Regions from separate parts of the Rattus norvegicus genome. Here region 2 is linked to region 1. Evidence: chromatin contacts called from public Hi-C data. All regions are on one chromosome and are shown on one strand. The core of a region is the stretch at or near the end of the contact, and the rest is flanking DNA. Distances in the headings are between cores, read along the strand shown.

What was found. Hi-C and Micro-C count contacts between places; a contact is called where the count stands out from the background.
Region 2: a Hi-C map of Schwann cells shows a contact between it and region 1, with 6 times the contacts expected there. The contact joins two enhancer-like sites. A contact is called at or near these places in 2 of 12 Hi-C or Micro-C datasets (the A7r5 cell line and Schwann cells).

The regions. Positions count from the first base shown.
Region 1 is chr2:140,670,623-140,675,994 of GRCr8, reverse strand. No RefSeq gene overlaps it. Among named protein-coding and RNA genes, the nearest start is that of Postn, 4.8 kb to the left of the region's middle. Within about 2 kb of position 1,289, at least 2 of the 93 cell types and tissues checked have an H3K27ac peak or open chromatin away from gene starts, as enhancers often do. A contact at or near this core is called in Schwann cells, where this site is marked.
Region 2 is chr2:140,950,921-140,956,144 of GRCr8, reverse strand. No RefSeq gene overlaps it. Among named protein-coding and RNA genes, the nearest start is that of Trnaa-agc74, 38 kb to the left of the region's middle. Within about 2 kb of position 3,159, at least 1 of the 93 cell types and tissues checked has an H3K27ac peak or open chromatin away from gene starts, as enhancers often do. A contact at or near this core is called in Schwann cells, where this site is marked.

The DNA of each region.
Region 1 (5,372 bases), core at 40-2,539:
AGGGCACACTCTCTTCCGGGGCTCTCATCAAAAGTTGCTCTCCATACAGGGCCCTTTCTCTTCTGCTCTGTGAAACTATCCTGACCCTACTAACCCTTGCACTTTTTCTACCAGTTGGGAAGATGACGGAAATCATGAAAATTAAGTCCGACTTTCCAGGGCTGCAAAGTCTGACCCAGAGATGTAAGTCATTAAGGAAAAAGAAATGGTTCATTATGTAACTCAAAAGAGAGAGTGTGACTGGGAGACAGGGCCGTCTGTCTCTAGGCATGGGATGCTGATTTATAGGCAGTTCTCTGTTATCGAGCCCCCAGAGACCACGAGGTCACTGCACTGCCTGCCACACTTACTCACCACTGTGAAACCAACCTCAAACTCCCGCAGTCCCCGGGACTCCTCACGGACTATGTGCTTCGTAAGCCTGTGCACACAAGCCTTAAGCAGTATGCCCTTGGTCTTGATTGTGTCATGAATCTTAATACGCTTCTATGTTAATATGTGGTTCATGAGTTGTCATGGCACATGAGCTCAAAAGTCGTTTACATATAGATCACATAACACAAACCCACTCTTACAGCCCAGTCAAGCCTTGAGGGTAACCCTGTACCTTCTTAGGAAAAGTTCTCCTCCAAACCTCCACACCTGGTCCATGGAGACTACAAGCCTTCTCTAGTCCTGCAAATGGAAATTCTAGGCAAGACTCGGAGATCTTTAGTTTCTTTGACTGAGGCTGCTTTTTAAAAAAGATTATTAGATTGAAAGACTTTAAACCAAGAATCATGTATTGGTTTTCCATCTTTAAGACAATGTGTATAAATGAAATAAAACAGAGTATCATCAGCCAACCTTAAAGAGGTCAAGGAGGCAAGCTATAGGCTTAGAAATTCAGACTGACACATTATAAAGGTTACTTATGGGAAGTGGGGCTTCTGAAGCCTTCTGCTCAGTATGGTATTTTCTTGGCTTTTTCTGTGTCACCAACACAGTCTGTGGTGACACAGGAAAGACAATGGAGCAATACTCAGGGAAAGGTGGGGTTCACTGCACACCAGAGTAAGAACCATGATCTCTTAGCTGTTAACCATGACAGATGCAGGGCAGAAGCCTGTGGGGTAATGGAGGGTAGGGTGGTGCTTTCTCCCCCTCCTTGGACTCTGCCTTCAAAAGCCTTCTTTGCAGCGGATCAATTCCTCTATTGAATAGTCAGCCACCGAAGCTTCCCCCTCACTGAACTGAGTGCATTCGCACATTTAAAACAGAATGAATTTTGCATTAGTGCTATCTACTTTGTATTTCTCTGGAGACATCTAGTGGAGAAAGTACGGTATACAGAGGTGTTTAGAAACACTGGTAATGTCTCTTACATTTTGATTAAACTGGTGAATTGAAATTCATAGAAAACAATTTCAAAATGCCAACCAAGTAGGAATTAATAATCTCGTGCAAGAAATCTCTCCAGGCTCATGCAGAAGGGACTGATGAGTGATGTCAAATCTGGATGAAGAGTAACGGTGTGGGAAATGGCTGGAAATAGATCGACTTGCTTTCTGAGTGGGTTTTTTTTCCTCCACTGACTGACACATGAAAAGAAAGCATGACTATGTGATACACATGTGTGTGCCTATGCATGGAAGCCAAAGGCGGACACTGTACGTCTTCCTCTCTTTCCACCTTATTTTATTCTTTAAGAATTTCTCAAAATATCTGTGGTGCATTTTGGTCATATACCCTACTGTCTTCTAACTCTTCCCAGACTCCCCTATGCCTGCTCTCAACTTCATGTTCTACTGTTTATTCATCTATCTATCTATCTATCTATCTATCTATCTATCTATCTATCTTTCTATCTTTCTATCTATCTATCTATCTATCTATCTATCTATCTATCTATCTTTCTATCTATCTATCTATCTATCTATCTATCTATCTATCTATCTATCATCTATCTATCTATCTTTCTATCTATCTATCTATCTATCTATCTATCTATCTATCTTTCTATCTTTCTATCTTTCTGTCTGTCTATCTATCTATCTCTCTATCTATCTATCTATCTATCTTTCTTTCTTTCTTTCTTTCTTTCTTTCTTTCTTTCTATCTATCTTTCTGTCTGTCTATCTATCCATCTATCTATCTATCTATCTATCTATCTATCTATCTATCTATCTATCTAAAAACCATCGAGTCCCAAGTTAGTGCTAAGTGTACACGTGTGTGACCATCCCCTGGAGCATGGTCAGCAATTGCCCCCATGAGCACATCTTGCCAAGCCAGTCATTAGTGTAGCTCATAGGGTCCATCCCTGGGTAAACCTTTTGGTGGCTTCTCTCCCCCAGCAGCCTACATGAGGTTCCCATATGAGGTTCCAAAAGCCTATATTGTTCGGGGTGGGCGGAACCCCTGACCAGCAACTTGAAGGGATGTATCCCACATCTGCTGTTGGGCTTTTTGTTTGGTGAGCTGTGACTTCTGAGAGAAGCCTGCATGTTAACTGCACTCCTCCCCACCCTCTCTCTATGTATGTATGTGTGCATGTAAACATATATATGTGTGTATAATATTATGACGCTTACACAATAGTCTATACTATATACAGACAATAGTCTAACATACATGTATGTATACATATATGCACATGCACACACTTATACAATAGTAGGTGTCTATATGGTTTTTCAGACATCGTTTGTATTGTTTATTTTTTTCAAGCCCTTTTCTATTCCCCATCCTTTGAACCTATTTGCTCATTATTCTCTTTCCCCCTTTTAATATTTGCTTCTTTTTTTCTAGCATCCCCCAGCCATGGACCCTTTCTAGTTTCCTGACTTCTACAGGTATTTTCAGTTAAACACAAAGAAGCTAAAGAAGCAAAGCTAGGGTGCACACAGGAGAGAGAAATTCGGTGTTAGTCTTTCTGGCTCTGGGCTACTTTGTTCAGTATAATTATTTCTAGTTTCACCTATCTTAGTTTCCAGGGGTTGGGGATTTCTCCCTGAGCCCAGAGCACTTTGCTTAGCTATTCTGGACACCAGCAGGTTCTGTGAACGCTGTGCTAGCATTATAGATGTGTGCTACCATGCCAAGCTATTTACATTGTACTGGAGCTCAAAGTCAGGTTCTCACACTTAGAAGACAACTTACACTTTACCAACTGAACTTCTTTCCAGGCCCCACCTAGTGTTTTATTAAACAGACAATTCCGACATTGCTTGTTTCCCACTTTCACATTCCTTGCCCTCTTTGGCACTCTTGATATTGTCTACATCAAGCCTTCTGTATTCAAAGACAAGAGACTGATCATCTGCTCCCTTCCAGAGGCTTCTGGTATTTCTCCAGCCAGGTACTAAGATAGAGAAAGAAGGGTTGCTATAATAAAATGAAATTACTAGAACAGTGCTCTCTGGCACCCTTAGCCTGCTCAAATCTAGATCAGAATTAAGACAAACCCACAGTGGTTATCATTCCTCTTCCCTTGGGAGCTTTTTCTCTCACAAAGTTATGTTCTAGGGTCCCATCTCACACTTCTGTACACATGCTTTTTCTCTGTTTATCTGTTCAAAATTAATGCCAATCATATATTTGTGACACCTACCACACGTGTATATGTAACACATAGTTCCAAGATAGAAAAATGTGTGATTTTAAGCTGCCCGAATCTGGATTTTTGTGTTTAACACCACAATCTCCACTCCCATTCATTTTCCTATGAATTACATAATTTTGGTTTTCTTCATGCTTAAACTTTCACTTTTTATATTCCCAAGTCCCATGATTTATTTATCCGTCTTTATACTTATTTAAATACGATATCTCCTAGTACTAGGGACAATTTAACTTCTTTCTCTACCTCTTTTATTTCTTCCTCACAGACTATTGATCTAAGACAGAGCATTATATTGAGGCATGCTGTGATGAATGTAGATCTTGTTATAGATCTGTCAGAGGTCTCAGATCCATAGTTCATATTCTAAGCCTCTCCCCCTCCATATCCCCTCCATCTCCATCTCCATCTATCTCTATCTTTCTGATTAGTTCAGCTAGGGATTTGCTCACCCTGTTCTGTCTTTCACACACTCACCTTTGCCTCATTCCTCCTTCTGTTCCTCATTAGTTAGGCTGTAGTTCACTCATTTCTATCTTTTCTCTTGGAATCTTACCCTGTTGGCTGTTTCTGAGGTTGGTTTGCTCTGTTCTTCCTATGAATTTCAAGAGATATGTGAATTTAAATCATTTCACACCTTTTTGATTTTTTTTTTAACAAGCATTCAACACATATAGCTCGCAAGCTCAACACTGCCTTTGTTGGGTCCCAAGGGTTCGGGGAGGTTCCATTTATAGTCTCATTTGACTCCAAAACCATTTTTTCTCCTCCTTTGTTCCTTCAGTGACCCGCAGGTCAGTCAAGGGCACATTGTTCAGATCCATGGACTTATAGAGCATCTCATATTTCTTCAGTTATTTCTTTATGTTCATTCCACTTTCATCCGACAAACCGTAAGGTTTTTGTTTTGTTTTGCTTGTTACTAATGGCACAAAGTATTTTAGAGATGGCTCCATAGGTTTCCAAGAAGCCCATCTGTTTTTGGTGTTTGATGGGATACACTCTGGTCCAGTTTAACTCTGAAATTTCACTGTTGGTTTCTGTTGGGGGGATTTATATGCAGATGAGAGTGGATACTAAAGTCACACAAAACTATTATCGTCGACCTTTTTGCCCTTTTATGTCCTGTAGTAATTCTTTCGTGAAGCTGGGTGACCAATTTCAGAATGGGGAGGGATGTTCAGTGGGATCCTGTATCTTTTCTTTCTTGTCTTTTCAACTACTGTTGAAATAGAGCAGTGTACCATCAGGTCAAACGCAACCATCATTTCTGGGTCTTTCTTTCCTTTCATGCCAGCACCCTCTGCTGGCCACAATCGGCTCTGCAGTCTATGGGCTAGAATGGTTTCCTCCAGCTTCCCGAGACTTCCCATGTTTGAGAACCTTTTTTTCCCTTAAAAAAATTTATTTATTTATTTATTTATTTATTTATTTATTTATTTATTTATTTATTTATTTAAGAAGCTTTACTAAAGCTCAAAATACACATTGAACCCCACACAAGTATAGTGGGAGACTTCAACACCCCACTCTCACCAATTGACAGGTCATTGAAACAGAAACTAAACAGACACAGTGGAACTAATAGAGGTTTATTTGAATTTAACAGATATCTACAGAACATTTTATCCTAAAACAAAAGAATACTTTTTTAGCATCTCATGGTACCTTCTCCAAAATCGACCATATAATTGATCACAAAACAACCCTCAACCAATACAAGAAGATTGAGATAATCCATGCATCCTATCAGACCGCCATGGCCTAAAGC
Region 2 (5,224 bases), core at 1,910-4,409, 280 kb before region 1:
GCTGCGTCACTGCTCAGACAGAACAGCCCTCAGTTGTGGAGGGCTCAGCAGGCTCAGGCTCCAGTGTTAGTAGTCTGCCTTCTGGGATCAGTCCTCACAGGTAGCTAGTATTAACATTTCACCAAACACAGAGCTGCCTAGGGCTCTGCGGCAATCCCAAGGTCACACAGCTTTGAAAACTGTTCTGGAATCTCAGCTCAGCTCAACCACCTTCAACTCAGGATGTGTGGGGGTGGGAGGAGGAACCACCCTTAGGCTTTTAGCCATTATAACTTAATGCCTTTGGTGAGTGACTGAGTAAAGTTCAGATTTACTGTTTTGACTTTTTTTTTTTCTTTTTTCTTTTTTTCAGAGCTGGGGACCGAACCCAGGGCCTTGCGCTCGCTCGCTAGGCAAGCGCTCTACCGCTGAGCTAAATCCCCAACCCCCGTTTTGACTTTTAACTCTGGCCTCCAGTTTCTTTTAATTTGCAGAACAGTATAAGCCCACACCGCTGTAATAGTTCACCTGTCTGTCACCTTCACAAGGTGGAAGGAAGCACAAGGTGAGAGCACTGTGCCTCCGGCCTGAACATCGTTATTTACCTTCCCTCATCCACTAAACCCAGAGTCCTCGCAGACAGCATTTGCTGTTCTGCCCTTAAACCCCACGGCATCAACTCACTCATGAGGAACTTTCGTTCCCTGCCTATCAACTACATTGATTGTGTTTCTCTAGTATCTACCTCTCATTTACAACATGTCTATGTGTGGTCTCCTCTCAGAACTGAAACATGTCCATGAATTAGAGCTGTACTGAAATGTCAGGAGGGTTGGGGAGATGACTCGGGTTGAGTGCTTGCTGCTCTTGCAGAGGATCCAACTTTAGTTCCCAGCACCCGAGTCGGGCTGTTCTTAGCCACGTGTAACCCTGGTGTGAGGGGATCCAATACCCTCCGAAGTATTGTACTCATGTTACAGACGTACAGACTTATGTATAATTGAAAGCAGAACAAATCTTTACCTTGTGGTCGACAAACAACGTTAATCCCGGTAGTTGAAATCAGAGGTGGATGAATGTCTGAGTTCAGGCCTGTGTGATTTACATAGTGAGTTCTAAAACAAGCTTATGGAGACCTTGTCTTAAAAAATATCTTAAGGGCTAGAGAGATGGTTTGGCAGTTAAGGGCACTGGTTGCTTTTCTAGAGGTCCTGAGTTGAATTTCCAGCAACCACATGGTGGCTCATGACCATCTGTAATGGGATCTGATACTTTTGTCTGGCATGTACATGTATATGCAGATAGAGTACTCATACACATAAAATAAATCTTTAATAAACATCTTAAAGACTACTTAAGGAAAATAATTAAATGGGTCTGATATTCTTTCCCGTTACGATTTTAAAAATGAAAAACCAACTCAAGAAAAGGAAGCATTAGCTTTTGCCCAAGTAGCAGATGATCTCAAATGATATAATCACTTCTGGGATCCGGTTACTACTGGAAGCTGAAAGACCGCGACCACAAGGATGGAGATATTCCCACTAGTTCTGGAATAAACAAGAAATACAGTACCAGACTTCTGGCAGGAGAGTTTGCCATCTTGAAAGTTCAGGTTCTGAGATTGGAGCCCTTTCATCCCACTTGTTAAGTCGTCACCATCATTTTCTGTTACCTAACTTCTGGAGACTCTAGGACAGTAGTTCCCATACCACATGCAGAGTTGATGAAAACCAGATGTCCCACATCTAGAGGCTTTTGCAACACAAACCCCCGGATGGGCTATCTGTCAGTGTGGTAAAATGACGAAGCTGCGAGACCATGCACAGTGTGACGAGGGAGGCCAGAGAAAGTGTCTTAGGGTTTGTTATGTTCTTTGCTTTAGCTACTCTGAATCCATATTGCTTTGCTCGTGGAAAAAGCACTGGGCCTGGAAGATGCAATCTGCAAGACAAACCTGGACCCAGTTTCTCCCAATGAAGCTCGTTATAGCCAGATTAAGGCCCTACTGCCAGAGATGCTGGCTCTGCCTCCGTGGATGCTTCCCTTGAGATCTTGAGATTTAGTGTGTGGGGTGTGTGTGTGTGTGTGTGTGTGTGTGTGTGTGTGTGTATGTGTGTGTGTATGTGTGTGTGTGGTGTGTGTGTGTGTGGTGTGTGTGTGTGTGGTGTGTGTGTGTGTGTGTGTGGTGTGTGTGTGTGTGTGTGGTGTGTGCATGTGTGGTGTGTGTGTGGTGTGTGTGTATGTGTGTGTGTGGTGTGTGTATGTGTGTGTGTGGTGTGTGTGTGTGGTGTGTGTGTGGTGTGTACATGTATGTGTGTGTGTGTGGTGTGTGTGTGGTGTGTACATGTATGTGTGTGTGGTGTGGTGTGTATGTGGTGTGTGTGTGTGGTGTGTGTGTGTATGTGGTGAGTGTGTGGTGTGTGTGTGTGGTATGTGTGGGGGTGTGTGTGGTGTGTGTGTGTGTGTGTTGTGTGTGTGGGTGTGTGTGGTGTGTGTGTGGTGAGTGTGTGTATGTGGTGTGTGTGTGTGTGTGTTGTGTGTGTGGGTGTGTGTGGTGTGTGTGTGGTGAGTGTGTGTATGTGGTGTGTGTGGTGTGTGTGTGTGGTGAGTGTGTGGTGAGTGTGTGTATGTGGTGTGTGTGGGGGTGTGTGTGGTGTGTGATATGTGTGTGTGTGTGGTGTGTGTGTGGTGTGTGTGTGTGGTGTGTGTGTGTGGTGTGTGTGTGTGGTGAGTGTGTGGTGTGTGTGTGTATGTGGTGTGTGTGGGGGTGTGTGTGGTGTGTGTGTGGTGAGTGTGTGTATGTGGTGTGTGTGGGGGTGTGGTGTGTGTGTGTGTGGTGTGTGTGGTGAGTGTGTATGTGGTGTGTGTGGTGTGTGTGTGTGTGGTGAGTGTGTGGTGAGTGTGTGTATGTGGTGTGTGTGGGGGTGTGTGTGGTGTGTGATGTGTGTGGGGGTGTGGTGTATGTTGTGTGTTCATTTTCCTGCTTGGCTCTTCTCCCTAGAACTTAGAATTTGAAGTTAATAAACCATAATGGAAAAAGAAGGAAAGAGAGCAGCTAGAGGCCTGTAAGAGTCGTTGGGGACAGACAGCTAAAATGTCGGTGGAGAAGAAAGATGGAGTTGTCTCAGAAAAGAATCACAGTGAAGAGCAGTATTGGTTGGCAGAGTCTTCTAGGTGACAGGCTGATGTTTGGTATATAATATAGGTACTTAGCGAGCTTGGGAGATGGCTGACCTGATACCTTCCAGGAAAATAATTCAAGCCAACATTAGGCACACATAAATCCACACACCTCACAGACTGCATAAGGCATTAGCCATTAGTCAATAGGACATACTCTCCTTGCCACCAGTTCAAAATAGCACTTATTTATGGAACACAATCTGAAGAGGACTGAAGTCTTTTAAAATATCCCACTCCACAAAATAAAATAAAAAGGCTTTTGTTCGCTTTCTGACTCTGTCAGACAGAGAGAGCCTTTGATGCCCCTATCTTGTGTGCATTTCTTTTGGGGGGAGGTTTACATTTTTCACTGAGATTGATGTACTTTTAAAAAGCTAGTTCAAAGGAGCATAAAATATCAGTATGTTTTAAATTAATTGTAATTGAACTCAGCCAAAAGTCATGCTTTCCAAGCAAGCTATGGGTTGAACTGCCTTTAAGAGTTTAAAATTACAGTGGACTGGGCTGCAGCAGCCCAGTGCAAACAAAAGCATTGTGTGTTTCTAAAGACGTGGAGCTCCAGATTGAAAGATTTATTTTATGTGTTTGTGTCTGAGTTATATGTGTGCGCCATGCATGTGTAGTGCCTTTGGGGGACCAGAAGAAGGTGACAGAGTCCCTGGGACTGGATTTGCTGGTAGTTGTGAGTTTCCCTATGTGGGCTGCACCATTTGATGGCTATCCTTTGTGACAAATAGCATGTGGATTTCTGCACTTGAGTTGCCAATCAACGTGGTGGTGCTGCAATGTAATTAGCACAAACCAGAACTAATTCCTGGAGAAAATACATACAACACTTTTTTAATCCTAACACTTCACACTGGTCAAGTCTATTGCCATTCTGTCACAAAAGACACAGCTAGATTGAATACCAATAAGTGGCTTACTTGCCTTAGCCCAAAACACTAATGGGCTTCAGTGCTGAATTAAGATCAATCCGCATGGTCTTAGGCCTGGAGCCAAGTCACCCTTCCTATTCTGCAGGTCCCATACCCTGCCTATTTCTGTGTACGAGTGGGGCTGAGGGCGGGCAGGCTGGCACTCGCTGCAGCTGGGAACTAGTGGGCCAGGCAGCTCTGTTCTTCTGCTGCTCTGCACATAATGACAGATCACTGAAGAAAGTCTTTGAGGTTCACAAATTTTAGCGGAACGTTGAATGCATAGACTCTCGATCTGAATACAATCCTCCAGAAGAATTGACTGTGTAGACGAGAATACAGGAACATATCTGCCCACAAACCCTCATGCAGCTCGTTGAGAGGAGGGAACACCAGACAGGGTCTCCGAACTCTTTTCACTCTCTGTAAGCTGTATACCAATGAGCTTCCTTGGTGGTTTCCATGATCCTGGTTTGTGTTACAGGTATATCCATCTGATTAGTCAACTTGTTTTATGGGACAAAGCTAATCAGTGCATTGGATAGCGATGCCACAGATGTAAACGTCTAGTCACGTGGTCATCTGCAAGGGGGTCCTGCATGTCACACAAGCAAGTGGTAGCACATTTAATCAGTCACACTGGCATAACCTGAATCCCAAAGCTTCGAGGAGTGTGGCCAACTCCCACATCTGTGCTTTTCTCCTCTCTTCATTTGACAGAGGTCTATGTATAATGATTCCGGCGACTCCCAGAGCTCAGTTTGAGAGACGAACGAAGTGGTAACTTTTGGCAGAAACATTAAAGCTGTACCAACCCTATATGGCTGTTAACACCAGGACACTACTCTAGACTTGGACCGACAGAGCAATTAGACTGATGAAACAGTGCTACGATTACAGCAGGGACAATCTCCTGAGGTGGAACAGTACCGAGGTGTGACATCTGGTGTCACAGAGGCCTCCTCAGCTTCATGCTTTTGGGAAAGAATAATTTGGGGCAGGGTCGTTCATTAGTGTCTTAGGGTTTCTATTGCTATAAAGAGACACCATGAACATGGCAAACTCTTCAAAAAGCGAACATTTGATTGGAGCTGGCTTACAGTTCAGGGGTTTACTCCATTATCATCACGGAGGGAAGCATG